2 separate regions of the Callithrix jacchus genome follow, and region 2 is linked to region 1. Evidence: chromatin contacts called from public Hi-C data. All regions are on one chromosome and are shown on one strand. The core of a region is the stretch at or near the end of the contact, and the rest is flanking DNA. Distances in the headings are between cores, read along the strand shown.

The links. A called contact is a pair of places that touch in the nucleus more often than the background predicts.
Region 2: a Hi-C map of induced pluripotent stem cells shows a contact between it and region 1, with 3 times the contacts expected there. The contact joins the enhancer-like site here to the promoter of HAPLN3 in region 1. A contact is called at or near these places in 2 of 3 Hi-C or Micro-C datasets (induced pluripotent stem cells and skeletal muscle).

The regions. Positions count from the first base shown.
Region 1 is chr6:18,100,119-18,102,818 of calJac240_pri, reverse strand. HAPLN3 (hyaluronan and proteoglycan link protein 3) reads left to right here and starts at 1,296. Exons shown (of 5, transcript XM_035303754.3): 1 at 1,296-1,375.
Region 2 is chr6:18,257,801-18,260,500 of calJac240_pri, reverse strand. No RefSeq gene overlaps it. Among named protein-coding and RNA genes, the nearest start is that of ABHD2, 15 kb to the left of the region's middle. Within about 2 kb of position 1,295, at least 3 of the 16 cell types and tissues checked have an H3K27ac peak or open chromatin away from gene starts, as enhancers often do. A contact at or near this core is called in skeletal muscle, where this site is marked.

The sequences.
Region 1 (2,700 bases), core at 47-2,546:
CACCAAGCCTGGCATTCCTTTTAGGTTCTGTTTACCTGTTAATCACAGTTCTTTGTGCTCTGATTTGCTCCTGGCTGTGTGTAACGCACACACATGCATGCACGCATGCACGCACACACACACTCATGGGCCAACTTGGGCTGTGTTAAGAGGCTCTGGGCTCTGTGACCCTGTGATCCTGTGAGGCTTCGACCCTTCCCCCCAGCCAAAGCTGAAGGACCTCCTTAGTCTTTGCTGCTGAGGAAACGTCAGGCTGTACGGGGTCTTTGCTGCTGAGGAAGCATCAGGCTGCACAGGCCAGGGACCCCACTGGTCTGGACAGGAAAGAAAGCACCCTGTCCAAACAGAGGCATCCTGAATGGCTGTCTAGATGGCGGTGCTGATAGCTGGATTCCAAAGGGCGGCCCATCCCTGTTGGGGGACCACTCAGAAGCCCGATTGCCCCTGCAGGCTGCAGAGACATTCCATCCTGTGGTTCCCTCCCAGCCAGGGACACTCATTCAAGCCCCATGTCCCAAGGATAGCACCTGCTGTGTGCCTTACAGTGAGTTAGGCATCTGGCCAGTGTCTCATCATGGCCATACTCAGGGGCAGGAGGATGTCAGCAACCCCTTGCTTTGTTTTTTCTTTTTGAGATGGAGTTTCGCTCTTGTTGCCTATCCTGGAGTGCAATGGCATGATCTTGGCTCACTGCAACCTCTACCTCCTGGGTTCAAGTGATTCTCCTGCCTCAGCCTCCCCAGGATTACAGGCATGCTCCATCACTCCCGGCTAATTTTGTATTTTCATTAGAGATGGGGTTTCACCATGTTGCCCAGGCTGCTCTTGAACTCCTGACCTCAGGTGATCTACCAGCCTCGGCCTCCCAAAGTGCTGGGATTACAGGCGTGAGTGCCCGGCCTCACTCCATTGCTTTCTGTTGGGAAAAGTAATACAGAAGTCTCACCTCTTCCACACCCAAAGGTGGGGAGCAGCCTTAGCAGGTAGCAGAATGCTGGCCAGGGGCTTCCCTGCTTCCTTCCACGGGGTTTGGCAAACTAGGCTTTCAAAGGGGATCCCCCCTCCCCAAACGCTCCTATTCCACCCCTACTTTCCTTTCCCAAGACGTGAAATCCTCAACTCTCTCACACCGCCTTTGCGGGGGTTCCCACCCAGCGAGTCTGGAGACCGCTCATGTCTGCAGCAACTCCTTTCGTGCCCAGCCCTTAGGAGGGAAAGGCGCTCGTGTTCCTTTAAGGGGCTGGTCCAGCGGGCGCCCGGGGGTTTGTCCGCTGCCGCTTCCTTTCTGGCCTTTTAAGCTCCCCAAATCCTACTGCCGCCTTGGACCGGGACAGCTCGCGGCCCCCCAGCGCTGTCGAGGAGCCGCCTGGGGACGGTACGTGGCTCCGGGTCGACGGGCTTCTGGGGCTGTGTGCGGGCCGGGTTTCTCCCTCTTGCTTTGGGTGCCCTGCGGGTCCACCCGGGCAGGGTCGGGGAAGGGGCAGGAGGCGTGGGCTGGGCACTGCGGAGGCTCGGGCTGAGATGGGCCATGATCGCGGGCGAGGGGCGCCCGGGGCGCAGGTGGGGTGGGAGCTGCGCGGGGGCGCGGGTGGACTCTCCTGGGAACCTCGTGCCCACCGCGGGGGCGCAGAGCCCGAATGGACCCCGTGGCCTCCGAGACCACCTTCCAGCTCCAGTCCCCTTTCCGCCGGGGGCCGCTCGGCTCCCTCCCGTGTTGTGCGTCCGGGGTCAGAAGACAGCCGTCCGCGGCGCCCCAGTCTGCTCCTGGGCACCTGTGAATAATCCGGGGGCCGGGAGTCCTGGGAGGGGCTGGGGGCAACCTGCGAGGCGGCGGGCGGCAACCTGAGCCCCCGGACCGCGGCCGGCCCGCAGCGCTGGGGCAAACGCAACGGATGCCTGTGGGTTCCAGGCCTCGCTCACCAGGGTTCTTGCCCCAGGCACAACGAGGCCAGAAGGGCAGGGAGGGTAGAGGGTAGAACCCTGGGTGGGGGATGGCGACCCCTAGGGAGGAACCGAGGCTCCTGCGCGGCCAGGATGGAAACAGCGCGGCACTTGGACTCAGTCCTGCCACCAGTCCGCTGGGTGGCCGCAGGCAGCCTGTGACCGTGTCCGGACGTCGGTGCCCAGCGCTGACCCTCGGGAGTGCCTGTGCTTCCTGCAGCAGCGGGGTGGCGATTGAGCTGGCCCTGGCTCCTCTCCTGCAGCGCTGCCTGGGCCGGCGTGCTGGGAATGCTGGTAGGAAACGCGTCCTGCTTTCATTTTCCTGGGGGCTGCGGGTTTCAAAGGCGCGCGTCAAGCCTTGTCCAAACAGGGACAGGGATGTCAGATTTCTCGCTGGGAGCCGCGCTCGGGCAGACTTCGCGGGTGAGGCTGCCTCCTGCTCGTATCTGGGGTACTTGTACTCCCGGGCAGCCCAGTGCTGATGTGCACCTGACGGGAAGGTGGCACCCACCCTCCCCCCAAGCCCAGGCTCAGCTTATTGTTCTTAGGTGGAGGGGTCCCTAGGGAAGAGGTGCCTGGGAAAAGCAAAGGGTTGGCCGTCAACTTTCTCTAAGTTCGAGATATTTGACAAAAATAATGCCTCGGGCAGTTCACTGACCTCCACACCCTTGGCCTTAGTTTCCTCAACTGTGAAGAGGAGGCAGTGGTGACTGTGTTCTCTCTAGGCAGTGAGAGAGGAGAAAGAGCCACTGAGGCAGT
Region 2 (2,700 bases), core at 46-2,545, 160 kb before region 1:
ACACATTCTCACTGATGCTGAGTCAGACAGGCTTGGGGCTCATGGCCCTGACCGTGGAGCTGAACCATGTGACCTTCATCTTCTACTCCAGCCTGCAGGTGAGGAGGAGAGGCCCGAGCTTCCCCTGGAGACCTGTGCCTGCGGCAGGTTGCCTGGGGGATGGCACTCTCAAGCTTGTCCCCTGGCTGTGGGTCAGCCCTCCTGCCCACTGGCCTACAGGCTGTACAGCTCCTCCCTGCCAGGGGATAGCTGTTCAGACCTCCAGCTGCCTTTTGCCATGAAAAGGAGAGATGTCCCCAGGATTGATCTGGCCAGTGAGGATGGGGTCTCAATCTCCTGTGATGTGCCCACTGGTCTCTGCAGCCTGACTGTGCACCTCTGGCACCACGGTAAGTCTGGGCCCTGGCGGAGTTGGCCCCACCACCAAGAGCCTCTTCGGGATGCACCATTCTCAGCTTCCAGTGCAACAGGTCCCCGAGCTGTAGGTGGCCACTGTGGTTGAGAAGATGGCACTGAGGCCCAGGGCTTTCTGCCCCCATTCCTTGGATATGTGGCTCCAAGGTGGAGTTGGCCTTTCTGTGGTCCCTCTGCCAAGGAACACAAAGGGTAGGCCTGGATTCTGGCCACTCGGGCTGAGGATGTGGAGACGGGATGGGGGGAACACACGCTGTCCTCAGTCCCTGTGCTTTCTCTCCTCCTGCTGATGAGGGTTTGGAGCCAGAGCTCTAGGAGTCTGGGGTAGAGGGATTCTACCAATCCTCCGTGTGCCTGAGGCTCATCTCATACAGGACCCCTGAGGGAGGATCATGGGCTCTCAGGACCTCCTCAGCTTCCTTCCTCCCCACAGGCATATCCGCTGGCCTTCTGGACACCAACGACAATGAAGCAGGCACTGATCTGATGTTACTGGATGGCTCTGGCCCAAAGCCTGGAGGAGCTCAGCCTGGCCTGGCAGGTGAGCAGGTGCACCTGCCCTTCCTCCCTCTGGCTGAGGCTCTTGAGGGCTGCTCCCTGCAGAGTCCCAGGAAAGGCAGGTGGCCTGCTGGCTCTGCAGAGGCCTTTGCAGACCCAGCACTGGGGGGAGTCTCCTGCTGAGGCTGATGTATGTGGGGAAGCCACATGGTCCAGCGGGAGGCCTGAATCTTGTGTCTGTCCCACCAGGTGGATGGTGTCTGCAGGGCCACCGAGAAGACTCAGCTGACCTGCGCAGGACAGAGCCCCACCTGCCGGGCCTACTTCCAGGACCCCCGTCCAGCTTGGGGAATGCCTTCCAGGTGGTGAGTGTGAGCCTGGGCCCTGGGGCACAGCAAGCCCTTTCCCCAGTCTACCCTGGGGAGTGGCATGGAGCAGAGGCCTAGGCTAGAGACAGTGACTGGATGGCCCTGATTTCAGGTGGAGCCTGCACCATTCCTTAGCCTGTGTGCGCAGAACCCCTGGGGCACCCGGGAGCTCCAGCCTGCCTGCACTCTGGCAGCCATTTACCTCCACCTCTGTGCCTGTAGCTTCATGTCCCTGGCCCTCCTCCACAGTGCTGTAAGCTGCCCCAGCCGGCTGGCACTCTGCCCCCTGGCTGGCATTTGCCTTCCAGCTGGAGGGAAAACCCGTTTCTCTCTCTCTTGTCAGGGAGAACAAATAATTGTCATTCAAGGAGCTAAGAGTCAAAACAAATCATTTAAGGCCTGATACAGCTTGGATGTGTGTCCCCTCCAAATCTCACGTTTATTAGAGGGTATACATCCCTCATGGATGGCTTAGCATCCTGCGTTTGGTGAAGCGTGAGTTCTTGCTCTATTAGTTCACCTGAGAGCAGTTTGTTTATAAAGAGCCTGGCCCTTCCTCTCTCTCTTTGCACCCACTCCCATTTCTGCCATGATCGTAAGCTTCCCGAGGCCTTGCCAGAAGCCAAGCAGATGCTGGAGCTGTGCTTATACAGCCTGCAGAACTGTGAGTCAATTATCTCTCTTATTTATGATCTACCCAGGCTGGAGTGTAGTGGCACAATCTCACCTCACTGCAACTTCTACCTCCCAGGATCAAGCAATGCTCCTGCCTCAGCCTCCCAAAAATACAGGCAGGTATTTTTGTAGAGATGGTGTTTTTCTATGTTGGCCGGGCTGGTCATGAATTCCTGACCTCTGGTGATCCACCTGCTTCCGCCTCCCAAAGTGCTGGATGACAGGCGTGAGCCACCGCGCCCAGCCTCACTAGGGATTTGAATGTCCACTATCGTTTAGAAAAATGCTCAGCCCCCATTTTCCCTCTGCTCTCATACTGCAAAAATCATCATCAATACAGAAGATGACTTCTGTGAGCAAACGTGTGGGGGTTTGTCCCCACTACCAGGGCGGACCTCTAATTCAGTTCTAACACTAGCTACCTTGAGATTCTTCAGCCAGTGAAGCCCCACTAAAAGGGTATAGAGGTCAGTATCAACAAGAGGAGTGGACCGCCAAGAGCTACAGATGCCAGAATTAGTGGCTGCCATTCACAGACATTTAAAACTTCATCAATTGGAAAATACGACAAAGGGAGGATGAAATGAGATGATCCAACATGTCTCAAAGAAATTCCAGGTCAGGTGTGGTGGCTCATCCCTGTAATCCCAGCATGTGGGAGGCCAAGGTGAGTGGATCACCTAAGGTCAGGAGTTTGAGACCAATCTGGACAACATGGTGAAAACCCATCTCTACTAAAAATACA